Regions from separate parts of the Mus musculus genome. Here region 2 is linked to region 1. A link is a contact called in public HiChIP or PLAC-seq data. All regions are on one chromosome and are shown on one strand. Each heading gives the region's core, a stretch centred on a gene start, on an enhancer-like site or on the middle of the called end of the contact. The rest is flanking DNA. Distances are from core to core; before and after follow the strand shown. Region 1 has its middle 79 kb from the start of Gm22521. Region 2 has its middle 78 kb from the start of Gm25702.

Region 1 (6,847 bases), core at 3,004-5,503:
CTTAGGACATTCTACTATCTGTTGTCTAAGCATTCCTCAGGATAGAGTCTTATAATCCTATCTCTGAAAATTACTTGCCACTCTCTCTTCTCTTTCTAGATACATGAAACATTAGCTATGTTACCAAGTAGGGCATCTAGTCATGAGTTTACACCCATCTAATGACAAATGGCCTCAAAAGTATATTTCAACTTCTGAAGGAAACATGTATAGCAGAAATGTGAAGCATCTGTGGTATCGTTTTGAAGGCTTTGCTGAAATAAGACATAAACTGGTGATGGGCTGTCTACCCAGTAAGAACTTGCCTAAATAACTTTATATGCCCCAGTACAGGGGAACGCCAGGGCCAAGAAGTGGGAGTGGGTAGGTAGGGGAACAGGGCAGGGGGAGGGTATAGGGAAGTTTAGGGATAGCATTTGAAATGTAATTAAAGAAAATATATAATAAAATAAAATTTAAAAAAGAGAGAGAGAGAAATAACAGTGGGAAAAGAGATGGCTTCCCTGGACTGACTTCTAATATGGCAAGACACATGGAAAAAGGATGAGATGGACATAACAGTTTCCCATTTTTCAAAAGCCAGTAGAATATAAGGAGATGATAGAATACATTACATCTGTATTAAAACCCCTTTGTGAAATATAAATTCTTGGAGTCTACAGAAAAAAAAAGTCTGGCAGGAGGAAGAGAATGGGGTATAACAATAGAATGTACCCTTCAGGTCCTTGGCTTCCACCTTTAATTCAGAGGGAGGGAGAGCATGCACATAAAGACATTAGTGTTGATCCAGTATAGGAAAATGTGATAATCCAGAGGTACTCTACATGCAAATGGATTGAATAGAGAAAAACTACCAAAGAAGAAAGAAAATAGCCCCTCACATCCTCACATCCTCACTTGAGAAGGTCCAGAACATGGGAATGGACATAGGATCATCTTGAGTGCCATAAAACAGAATAATGAATAATATAACTATACTTATTCTGCCTTAAGACAAAGAAGCTCAGGCAGTACAAAATAAACTATTTCCTAATGCACTGGCTCTTTTGGGAAACTAGAGATACAATGTTTGCTTTTAGCTGAGGTCCCTATGAACATTAAGGGCTTGAAGATGAGAGAAAGATGACAGACATTCTAAAGGAACCTGGGAATAGGAGAAGGGGTGTTTGATGTTCACTGATCCTGATAGGACCATTTTCACAAGAAATTTAAGAAATATGTTACCTCATTCAGAAACTCAAGACTGGTTTAGGACATTGGTAGCAATGGTGAGACTCATAAGGCTGTGTGGTTAGTATGAGATAGGAAAGGGTTTGGATAATCAAAATGATCTACAATGGTATCCAAATTGAGTTCATAAAGTACTAAAACAACCAGAAAAAAAGGCAAGAAAAAGTCAGGAGACAATGGGTTCTAGCCATATCACCCAAAAGCAAATTCAGCAAGCTTTGTATCATGATGTTGGTGGGGGGTGGAAATGGCGAAAATCCAAATGCTGTCTAAATGAGTCTCTAGAAGGGTTTAAGGCAGGAATAACAGGTCACTAAAAGAATAACTTAATGATGCTACAAATAAAATTAGGGCTGGGTGATTAATGCTCCCTCACAGTATGTTGTATATGTTTTTTCCATTCAAAAAAGTTATTAGAGGTTGGCCTTGGACACTTTCCATGATGAGGTGTGCCCAACAAAGAGGCTGTCTGCTCAATTCTAGCCAGAAACCTTTCAGAACTGGGAAATAGCTCAGATAGCAATCACATCAAATGAGAGCATGGCCCAGTCCCCGATTGTCTTCCAGCCTAGTGTAAAAAACTCAAAAAAGTTGCTGAGTCCTTCAGGCTTAATAAGGTATATTAAAGTCTATGGAAGCTTCCAGAATGATAGGAAGCAGGAAAATCACAGAGATCTAAATAAGGTCAGTACTTCTCAACCGTGCTTTTGTTTTTCATAGAAAAACTGATAGAAATGATGAGGTTGTGTGTGTGTGTGTGTGTGTGTGTGTGTGTGTGTGTGTATCTTCATTATCCTGGGCTTTAATAACATTTTAAAAGTACCTCCTTAGTTTTTGAATCCCAAAGTCAATTAAGACATGCTTGGAGAGGATGTTGAAAGAACTTAAAGAGAGGTTGTCTATCCTTTGAAGATCTTTCATTATATACGAACCACCTCGATAGAAAGCATTTGCAAAGATGAAACACTTAAAGCTTTCGATGAGCCGTATCATGTGGATAGCAAAAGTAGTTTCCAGGAACCTTAAATTTTTGGCAGAAATCACAGTGCTTGGTGTAAGCTACCTCTCATAAACCATAAAGGTGATTTGTTATCATTTAATGAAAGTTTATTGCCTTCTAAAGCTATATGCTAAATCTCTATTGCTGAAAACATCACACATTTTGAGTATAGACTACATAGAAATGTAGGCTGTAGTAAGAGAATTGTTAACAGCAGCCTTGCTTAGTTTTGAGATCTACTTTCTATACTGGTATCAACGTGCCAGGAAAGATGTGCAGACTGGTGGACTGGTGGCATGATCACTGTGAGTGCAACCAACCACTTTAGGAATGGACTTAAGGCCTGATCCTTAAGGAGGAACCTATTTTATTTCTGTAAGCCAAGGCAGAAGCTTCCATATTTCTGAGGGGCTACTGCTATGTTTTGTTAAATTGATGTGGTGTCATTTTCAAGATGCCTTCTGTGAATTTGCACTTAGACTCATGGAATGATACTGCTGTCAAACTCATTTCTGGAGGGAGTGTCTTCTCTATAGTGAGGGTTGCTTATTATGGAGATTCATAATCGGCCAAGCTTTGACTTTGAGATTCTTTGGTACAGATGCCTCTAAGTGCAGAGAAATTAGTTGGTATGACTTTTGTTAGTTAGCACCCAAGCTGGAGTGTTATTTTCAGTGATGCAGCTGGCTGAAGTTACCATGCTTCTGCAGGGAACCCTCATTCATGCTTCTATTTGTGTGTGTGTGTGTGTGTGTGTGTGTGTGTGTGTGTTTGTGTGTGTGTGTGTGTCCTATTTGGAGTCAATAGATCCTTACTCATGTCTTCCCATGTCTTCCCAGGAACAGTTATAAAACAACACAAAGAAACACTTCAGACTTTATGAGCATTTTGGCCTGACTTAACGGTGATTTTAGAGACTTGGGAATTGAAATACTCCCAAGCAGGAACTCAGTTCAATAGAGGAAGAGGACATCACATGCTAAGGGGCACAGGGTGCAAAGCTGTCTGGAATTTAAACCTAACTTAAGGTAATAGAGTGAAGATATATATGAGAGAATGACAGGATACGCTGGGAGAGGGGCTGAAGACTCTACCATTCCAAGTTCTCTACGCTCCATCACTTGGAAAAAAATGAGCATTGATTTCCTGAATCTGAGTCTAGACGATATGACCCCTTTTTTTAATCTTAGAAATTCAAGTGGGAGAATGTGATCCCAATAAACAAGCAAGAAAGAAAACACTTCAGGATGATATCTATGTACTAGGGGACTCATTTGTGGCATTTGCCTAGTTATAATAGCATTTGATAGATTTAACTTTATTAATATAACCAAAGAAAAGTTGACACTGTAAGTTTAATGGAAGTTCTAGAAATTAAGAAATATTTTAAAGTGGTAGGGAAGGCCAAAGAAGGATGCCTGTTACAAGGGTGATGCTGAATATAGGAAGGGAAGGCAAAATGACATTGTTGTACATTTTTGTACATTAAAGAGGACACACAAGTCATACATAATTGGGTGTTCATTTGTTGGATGTGGGCATGGGAAATGGATGAGCTAACGATACATTAAATATCTGTAGATATTTAGTTGGCAGTATTTCTTTCTACAGGTCCTTTCTGCAATGTTTTTCCAATCTCACACATTTTATCTAATAACAACCTGGACATCCAAATCAGAGAAAATTGTCTTCAAGGCAGAAAACAACATATTAGATCCTTGTGTTTTTAGTGTGTCCCCTACAATTTGTTAATGAATGAAAAGGACCCTAACCTTTCATTTTCAGGTTAACTTATACATGTGCTATTTCTGTTATATTGAAAGGATTAGCATAGTAAGTTGTTCAGAGGACTTTGGGAACTCAGAAATATTAAGTGCAAAGAACTGAATCAGATGGGAGACACCACCCAGACTCTTGGCAATCCAGAATTCACTTGGAAGCAATTAGAAGCTCAAGACTGATATCATAGTGGATCAAAGTGTTCACTGTGAAGTGATTTGGAGAGTAGAGGCCACCAGTGACTTCACAGAAAACCACGCAGAGATTGTGAAACTCAATGCATTTTGCAATGCTATACACAGCAGAGCAATCAGCCCTAATCCAGAAAAATCTTGCTGACATTAAAAAAAATAAAGACTCTTTCTTATGCTTCCAAGGATTTCTAGTATAACATATTCTCCTTCCTTTCCCAGGCCCAGCTTTTTGGTGGTCTGCTTGCTATTTTGGAAACTTCTCTAACAGTGTACATGGATGCTGAGTATTAGCCATGCACATAGCCAGCAGTCTGCTTTACAAATGAAGCAAGACTAAGGTTGGGAAAGTAAAGATGAACTTTAAATACACCCACTCAGCCTGCCTATCACAGTTCTGACCACTTCCTTTAACAAAAGTGATGAAAGACAAGTTAGGAACAAAAAGGTGATTGGCACAGGATGATAGAGGACTGGACAATAGGGAGAGAGACCTCTGGAGAACCTTTCTTGTCTTGAAAATTCTATGTAAAGCTTTTTACTCATCTCTCTCAGTAAACTTGTTCTTTTGTTTTGTTGTTTTACTCAAAGTTCATCATTATAATTTTATAAGTGGATGAAATACTCAGTAACTCAAAACATCACGACATGGAAGACAATAGTGAATTGTCTGTGCATGACAGTATGTGAATGAGTGTTTGCATGTTTAGAGTGGCAGTGGCTTGTGGAGTGCAAAGGGAACTCAGAATCTAACATGGAGCTCCATCTGTGTAGGAGGATGAGATGTAAAGCTGTCAAATATGAGCTTTAAGGGGAAAACCGGAAGAACAAAGAGGCAAATGGAATGCCAACTTCTACACAAAGATCATTCTCATAAGATCTCATTCCATTGGGAAAATTCAGACTTCTTTTGTTAGGAAGCTTTGCATAGTGAGTCCCAGCACTCTTTCCATCACTATCACACATCACCTCCATTGTTTCAACCCCTGAACACATGCATGTGTGCACGCACACGCGCATGAGCACACACACACACACACAGAGGTATGCACCCCACACATTTCAGCCTCTACTCCTCTACTCTGTTAGCTTCCTATTGTTGATATAGCAATGACCGCAGAGTGTAATTAAAACAGTGTAAATTCTAAGAAGGGGCAAAGCGTCCACACTTTGGTCTTTGTTCTTCTTCAGTTTCATGTGTTTTGCAAATTGTATCTTATATCTTGGGTATACTAAGTTTCTGAGCTAATATCCACTTATCAGTGTGTACATATCATTTGAATTCTTTCACCCATGGAAGGAGTTACAGAGACAAAGTTTGGAGCTGAGACAAAAGGATGGACCATCTAGAGACTGCCATATCCAGGGATCCATCCCATAATCAGCCTCCAAACGATGGCACCATTACATACACTAGCAAGAGTTTGCTGAAAGGACCCTGATATAGCTGTCTCTTGTGAGACTAGGCTGGGGCCTAGCAGACACATAAGTGGATGCTCACAGTCAGCTATTGGATGGATCACAGGGCCCCCAATGGAGGAGCTAGAGAAAATATCAAGGAGCTAAAGAGATCTGCAACCCTGTAGGTGCAACAACATTATGAACTAACCAGTACCCCGGAGCTCTTAACTCTAGCTGCATATGTATCAAAAGATGACCTAGTTGGCCATCACTGGAAAGAGAGGCCCATTGGACGTGCAAATTTTATATGCCCCAGTACAGGGGAATGCCAGGGCCGAAAAGTGGGAATGGGTGGGTAGGGGAGTGGGGGGGAGGGTATGGGGGACTTTTGGGATAGCATTGGAAATGTAATTGAGGAAAATACGTAATAAAAAAAATATTTAAATTAAAAAAAAAAGAAAAAGAAAACAAACAAACAAACAAAAAAACCAGTGTAAATTGATGATCCTACCCTGCTAGAGTTCAGAAGTGCATTATTCTTATTGGACCAAATTAGGGATGACTAGAACTTGGTCTCTGTCTCATTGCTTACATTATATAGGTTTTTGTTCTAGTCTCATTTGGTTCCTGTGGCAAACACTGTGACCAAAAGCAAATTATTTCTTTCATTTGACTTACACTTCCACATCATATTTCACCAGTGGAAAAAAAAAGTCAACTCAGAAACTCAAGCAAGAATTTGAATCCGAAATTATGGAGTAATGTTTCTTGCTAACTTACTCAAAGACTCATGCTTAACTAGCTTTCTTATACAGATCAAGACTATCTTACCAAGGAATGATGATGTCTGCAGTAGACTGTGCCTTTGTAGAGTAATTAATAGTCAAGACAATCCCCCACAGATATGCCAAAGGCCAATCTGACCTGGCCAACACTTAACTGAGACTCCCTTTTTAGGTAACACCAGGCTGTGTGAATTTCATAATTAAATTTAGATCACCTTCCTTTTCAATACATTTACTTTCCCTTTGCTGGTTTTTGATTTTATAACTGAAAAATTATGAACTTCACTTGTCAATTTCTGACCTTCTTGCTAGGAATTATAGACTTCTTGAGAAACTCCATATATGTTTGTAGATTGATGTAACTTTCCTACTTTTCCCTCTCTTAGTCACAGAGTTTACATGTGCAACATGTCATATTTGGATACCTGATAACTTTAAAAATACATTAATTTAAAAAATAT
Region 2 (6,847 bases), core at 2,409-4,908, 690 kb before region 1:
TCTCTTTCTTTAGATTTAGGAAGTTTTCTTCAATAATTTTGTTGAAGATGTTTGCTGGTCCTTTGAGTTGAAAATCTTCATTCTCATCCACTCCTATTATCCGTAGGCTTGGTCTTCTCATTGTGTCCTGGATTTCCTGGATGTTTTGAGTTAGGATCTTTTTGCATTTTCCATTTTCTTTGATTGTTGTGCCGATGTTCTCTATGGAGTCTTCTGCACCTGAGATTCTCTCTTCCATCTCTTGTATTCTGTTGCTGATGCTGGCATCTATGGTTCCAGATTTCTTTCCTAGGGTTTCTATCTCCAGCGTCGCCTCACTTTGGGTTTTCTTTATTGTGTCTACTTCCCTTTTTAGGTCTAGTATGGTTTTGTTCATTTCCATCACCTGTTTGGATGTGTTTTCCTGTTTTTCTATAAGGACTTCTACCTGTTTGGTTGTGTTTTCCTGTTTTTCTTTAAGGACTTGTAACTCTTTAGCAGTGTTTTCCTGTTTTTCTTTAAGGACTTGTAACTCTTTAGCAGTGTTCTCCTGTATTTCTTTAAGTGAGTTATTGAATTCCTTCTTTATGTCCTCTACCATCATCATGAGATATGCTTTTAAATCCAGGTCTACCTTTTCAGGTGTGTTAGGGTGTCCTGGATTGGGTGAAGTGGGCATTCTGGGTTCTGATGATGGTGAGTGGTCCTGGCTTCTGTTAGTAGGATTCTTACGTTTACCTTTCGCCATCTGGCAATCTCTGGAGTTAGTTGTTATAGTTGTCTTTGTTAAGAGATTGTTCCTCTGTTGATTTTGTTACCCTCTATCAGCAGGCGTGGGAGACAAGCTCTCTTCTCTGAGTTTCAGTGGTCAGAGCAGTCTCTGTAGGCAAGCTCTCCTCTTTCAGGGAAGGTGTACAGTTATCTGGTGTTTGGACCTCCTCCTGGCTGAAGGTGAAGGCCCAAAACAGGATCTTTCCCAGAAGCTGTGTTGCTTTGGCCAGGAAGGTGGCCAGTTGTCTGGAGTCGAAGATGTCGCCGCCTGAGAAGCTCTGTGGCTCTTGTCCGGAAGGAGGCCGGCCGTCTGGAGCTGAGGATGGCGCTGCCTCAGAAGCTCTGTGGCTCTTGCCGGGAAGGTGGCTGGTTGTCTGGAGCTGAAGATGGCACCGCCCAGAAGCTCTGCGACTCTCGCCCGTCCCAGAAACGGCTGGCACTCTGTATTCCACACGGTCACCCGTGCAGCCTGCCCTCCGCGGAGTCCCGGAGCCAAGAAGGCTCCCGCCGGCGCCTGTGCCACAAACCTCTCAGGCCTGGCAGACCCCCGTGCTCTCACCAGGAAGGTGGCCGGCTATCTGGAGCTCAATTTTATGATATCTTAATTGCTTTCTATCCTTATACCTACATATCCATGAGCCAGATATCTCCTTTGTTGTCTGTTTATCACTTTAAATAAAAAACTTTAAACTTTTGAGAATTTTATAAATGAGTACTGTATTACATTATTTCCATCCCTCTCTTTCTTTATTCTGACTCTTTGTCCCCCCCTTTAAAATTTATGACCTCTTCTTTTACACAGACACAGACACATACACACACAGACACACACACACACACACACACACACATACACACATACATATACACATTCACACACACACATAAACACAGATATCCACACATCCACACACATCCACACACACACACACACACACACACACACACACACACACACATATATATATATATGCATATACACACACACATATACACATATACATAACATGCCCACATATACATACATATACACACATACACATATATATACACATACATGCACACATATATACACACATTCACACACACATTCACAGATATGTATATATAGATACAACCTGCTCAATCTATTTAGTGTTGCTCATATATGTGCATATGTATATGTATGTGTACTCTGTGTGTGTGTGTAATGAGAGGAAATAGTTTAGGATTGAATAACCTGTTAGAGGACTCAACTGTGGAAAATGATAGCTTCTCTCAGCAGCCATTGTCTGTAGCTTTTCATCTAGGAGTGGAGCCTTGTGAGATTTACTCCATTATGCTGAAAGTCACCAGATGTTGCCATTGTTTTGATCTTGATTAGGTGACCATATTGTTGAGTTTTCTAGACTGGAGCCTCCCTGTTATGTATAAAAGACACACCCTTACAGTTTGTGTCCTGTCCCTTTGGCTCTTATTATGTTTCTACCTGCCTCTTCCCTGATGTTCCCTAAGCCTTAGGGGCTGGTGTTTATTGTAGGGTTGGGACCCCATCATTGCTCTGTCCACGTAGACCAGTCATGATATGTGTGAATAGATGTGGATTTCTGTGATGGTCTCTAGCAGTTCCAATAAAAAGCTTATTTGATGACAGTGAAAGCTACAGTTACCTGTTGGTGTAAGAGTAAGTGTTTGGAATGGAGTTAGAGGTTATAATGATTTTGAAAATTTGCAGCAGTAAGTTAGGTTGTCCTCTGGCATTCTCTTACATTTTTCACTAAAAAACAAACAAACAAACAAACAGACAAACAAACAAACAAACCATTTCTACGGGCTAAGGGTGTAGTTCTGGGACAGAGTACTTGCTGAGCATGTTTAAGGCCTGGACCCTCTCTGTCACTGCAAGAAACAAAGACCCAAATAAGCAAACAAGGCTTATTTTTGGATGATGTGTAGTTGGATGATCAAACCAAAGCAAACCAAACCACTTCCTGCTCAACTTCAAGGCAGATAAAATTCCAGCACTGAAGGGAGGAGATGGGCAGGAAGCCTTCCCTCCAGCTGAGGAGTAATGTTAATTTTTACATTTACCCCATGTGGTAACGCTTTATCATATTGTCCTATACTACTCTATGTATATAATAATAGTTTTAAATCATCAAGAAAAATGAACAATGGTGGTTTTTGTTGGTAGATAAGTTTGCAGTGCATTTTCCACAAGTATTTCCTCTGTCAGCTTTGAGAAGTGTATGCATAATTTAAAGCAGCAGCAAACTGTACCCAGAGGCCTCCTGAGACTTGCTCAGGGACTCTTGCTACTGAGTAGCAAAGTTAGACAAACCCCTGCGCTTTCTTATCTTAAATATTGTGTTCTTACATCCAGTTTCAGTCTGTGGGGGTATTTAACATGAGGTATGTTTTTTTAAAGGTTTTATAAAGTATGAAGATTGGCTTTTGTTTTCTGAGAAGCACATTTTTGCGGATGACATAACTTCTGATCCTGAAATGCAGTATTGTAATTAATGCCATCATAGTACTTTCAGTGTGCCTCTTTATGGATTTCTTATAACCTTAGGAAGTCACTATGACTAAGTGTGGGAGAACTCAAGGTCAAGGGCAGAGGATATCCTACAGCTTGGATTTAAGCCCAAACAATCTGACTCTGGTTTCCTGAACCCAGCCCAGCAAGGACACTGCCTCATTGAAGGTACAACTCTAAGTGCAAGCTGCTAAATAGAATGCCACCTAGCTATGTTCATTTATTCTCAATAAATGTGAGCTTCATTTACCTCATTCTGTTAGATAGATCTGAGAGTACACTCCTTGGATACAGTTGGGAATGCTCTGGTCTTCTACTTGTAAGCTGTGGGTAATGTGCTGTATCTTTCTTCATCACTCATAGTAACAGCTGAAAGTGGACTGAATCCAAGGCCTCTGCATCATCTTGAATTCTTCCATGAGAACTGTTCCTCACTGGTAGTTCCTGCTGCTTCTCACTGCCATAGTCCTACCCAGAAGCCTCTGTTTCATAGCACTTCCTGACCTCAGGCACAGAATAAACACAATCACACAATTTATTACCATGTAATCATTATTTACCTGGGGGGGGGGTGAATTCAGAACAATAAATTCTAAATTTCACTTCCCAAAGGTCCAAACCACTCTTCCTCATTCTTGCAAATTGTCTAATCACCTTGTATAGATCAGAACTCATATGGTTGAGGAGTAATCATTATGGACTGTGAATTATTAAATCAACAACTTTAAAAATTCCTAGAAGTTTGCTACAAAGAAACAGCATAAGAGAGAAAAAAAACCCTCCCTTTTCTTACTCAGTGTTATTTATTTGGGCTGGGAATATAGCTGAGTTATCGGAGTGACAGCCTCATGTGGCCCAATGTTTTGATCCCGAGCACTGCATACACTGGATGTGGTGGTATGTTTATCCATCTAGTTAGCAGCATGAACCTGGGAAAGCAGGGCCTAAAAATGAGTCAGACTAAAGTCTTACACAATAGCCAGCTTTATTCAGAGTGCCAGGCAATTTATACTCCGAGGGTTAAGAAGAATCACAGAAGTAAGGTGTTCAATCACAATGACAAGCCACATGTGGCAAAAACATGTTTTTCCATAGAGGCATATAAATAACCATGACTAAGGTAGACTCACTCCTATCTCCTACACCTGGGAGGAGCATAAAAACACATTCCAAGAACAATTCTGTGCTTTGAAGAAGCTTATATCACAAGACTCTTGTCTTGTATTCCTGGCATTTTCTCATGAGTATTCAGAATTCTCACATAACTCCATTCTTGGACTGCATTCTGACAGTGGTATATACATACCTATAACTTCATACTTGGGGAGTAGAGGCTGCCGTTAGAGTATCTGAAGTCCAAGGTCATTCATGACTACCTACCTAACTACTTTGAGGTCAGACTGTGCTACCTGTAACCCTGGTAATTTTATTATCAACTTTAGATGATATAGTTTAACATGACCATGGTGTGGAAACTGAGACATGCGTAAAGAAAATGACAGGCAGAGAGGAAGCTTCAGACAGGATGCATCATGCTTTAGTTGCTTTATCATTGCCAAGAATAAACGCCATGGCTGCAGGGATGAGAAGGCACTGAGAGACAGCAGCAAAAAGCGGGCTTGATTTCAAAAGGATGCCCTAGGTCCAGAACAGGGTTACTTAGGTTTTCTCAGCCTCCAGCTGGAGATTCCTTTTGGAAAGAACAGGGAATGTGGGGAACATGTGTTGTCATTCTCTACTTTCATGTCTCTGTATCCACAGCTGAAACTCTATTCATCCCACGTATTCACGACTCTTGCATCCCAATGACAAATCATTTAAGGGGAAGAAGGGCTTATTTTGACTCTTAGTTTCAGAGGAGTTGGTCTGTAGTCATCTGGTCCCAAGGACTTGGGCAGATCACTGTGATGGTAGGGACACCTGGTGCAGAGGTGTTTGTTTCACCACTGAGCAGGAAGCAGACAATAAGACAGGATGTCTACAATCTGTTACTTTAAAAATGAACACATCACATTGACATACAAAGTAATGGTTTCACCATGGCATCTACTTAAATATGTATGTATGTATGTATGTATGTATGTATGTATGTATGTTTCAGCTAGGAGTGTAAACCTGGCTCTTATTCCATTTCAATTAGAGGTATAAATGTCTCTTCCTTGGATTCATAAAGTGGTCTATATCCCATCTTTCCTTCGGAGTTTGCTCCTAGAAATTGCCTCTCAGTGCTCTCATCTCTGGAATGCTGAAAATGTATCTCTCTGCTTTCCTGTCTCTGTTCAGAGTTTTTGATATTGCACTAAAAACATCCCTTCTCCCCAATTGAGTTAGTATTTCAAGTTGGAGGCCTGTAGATTAATCTACCCCTTAGATGTGTGTGTGTGTGTGTGTGTGTGTGTGTGTGTGTGTGTGTGTGTATTAGTGCTCAATGTTAAAACACTGGAATGTTCCCATGGATATCTGGATTTCTGGCTTCTCTTGAAAAGTCAGAAGACCAGACAGATTTGGCTCATGTTCCCACACAATATCATTTGTCTAAAATACATTAGCAGATGATTGTTTTTAATGACTATATGCTGTCTACCTTGATACTGGCCTCTCCACCTATCCAAATTTCATTTCTATTACTGGCTCAGTCCCAGGAGGTAGAGAGATCTGTGTTTTCCAGTGGTCAAGAGCACAGGGAGTATGGTTCAAATCCCGGCACAGTGATTGTACTGTAGTTTTTTTTTTCTGCAATTATTGCTCCAGATATCTGTCACAGACACTCCCCTCACCCCATTCTTTCATGTCTTGTTTATTAATTCTTCTCTTCTTCCTTGTCATCGCCTCCTCCTCCTCCTTCTTCCTCATATTCCTCTTCTTTTCCTCCCCTCTCTCTGTCCTCTCCCTTCACAGTACTGATGACTATTTGAGTCTCCTGCTCAGATTCTGGCATGGCTGTCCTATAGACTTGCTTCTTATCTAGCATATACTTTGGCTTCAGAACCCCATTCTCTCTTTAAACTCCAAAATCTCTTTCAAAAGACTTTCTGGTAGAGCCAGCCAATGATCACATTATCTTTTTTTGTGTATATCTTTGGTATAAGGAGGACTCAGAATCCATATGTCTTTGAGGGGACAGTTCCCTGGGTAGCTCTGAGTGCCACTGGTCATGTGACCATTGGCCTTCTTCAGCAAAGGTGCTCTCAGCACAGAGGATTTCTCTATACTCCTGCATCTCATTCTCTTGTTTACTGCTGGGGGCAGAATATGCAGAAACAATATGTTTGTGATAATTTTATATCAACATCAATGGCTACATTGTTGTCCAGGATTTACTGTTTTTCAGGAAAACTACCCACTTTAAACAAGAGATTATTTTGTTTCTAAAATGAATGTGACCTTGTAGACTCCTCCAGCTCCCCAGCAGGTAAAATTGGAAAGACTGAATGACATCTTCACACTTGTCTTAGGGTCGGGGTAAATCTTAGCCTAGAATAGCCTGATCCTGAGCCTTTTTTTTCCCCAGTGAAACAGAAAAACTTGAGGACCATTGGTGTACATCTCTAAGGTAGGTTATTGTACTGGCTGATTTTT

Evidence for each region. HiChIP or PLAC-seq counts read pairs in DNA pulled down with a chosen protein or histone mark.
Region 2: a contact with region 1 is called in a CTCF HiChIP or PLAC-seq map of the NIH/3T3 cell line, with 5 read pairs. The contact joins two enhancer-like sites.

The regions. Positions count from the first base shown.
Region 1 is chr15:62,869,012-62,875,858 of GRCm38.p6, reverse strand. No RefSeq gene overlaps it. Among named protein-coding and RNA genes, the nearest start is that of Gm22521, 79 kb to the right of the region's middle. Within about 2 kb of position 4,253, at least 16 of the 459 cell types and tissues checked have an H3K27ac peak or open chromatin away from gene starts, as enhancers often do. A contact at or near this core is called in the NIH/3T3 cell line, where this site is marked.
Region 2 is chr15:63,555,387-63,562,233 of GRCm38.p6, reverse strand. No RefSeq gene overlaps it. Among named protein-coding and RNA genes, the nearest start is that of Gm25702, 78 kb to the right of the region's middle. Within about 2 kb of position 3,658, at least 20 of the 459 cell types and tissues checked have an H3K27ac peak or open chromatin away from gene starts, as enhancers often do. A contact at or near this core is called in the NIH/3T3 cell line, where this site is marked.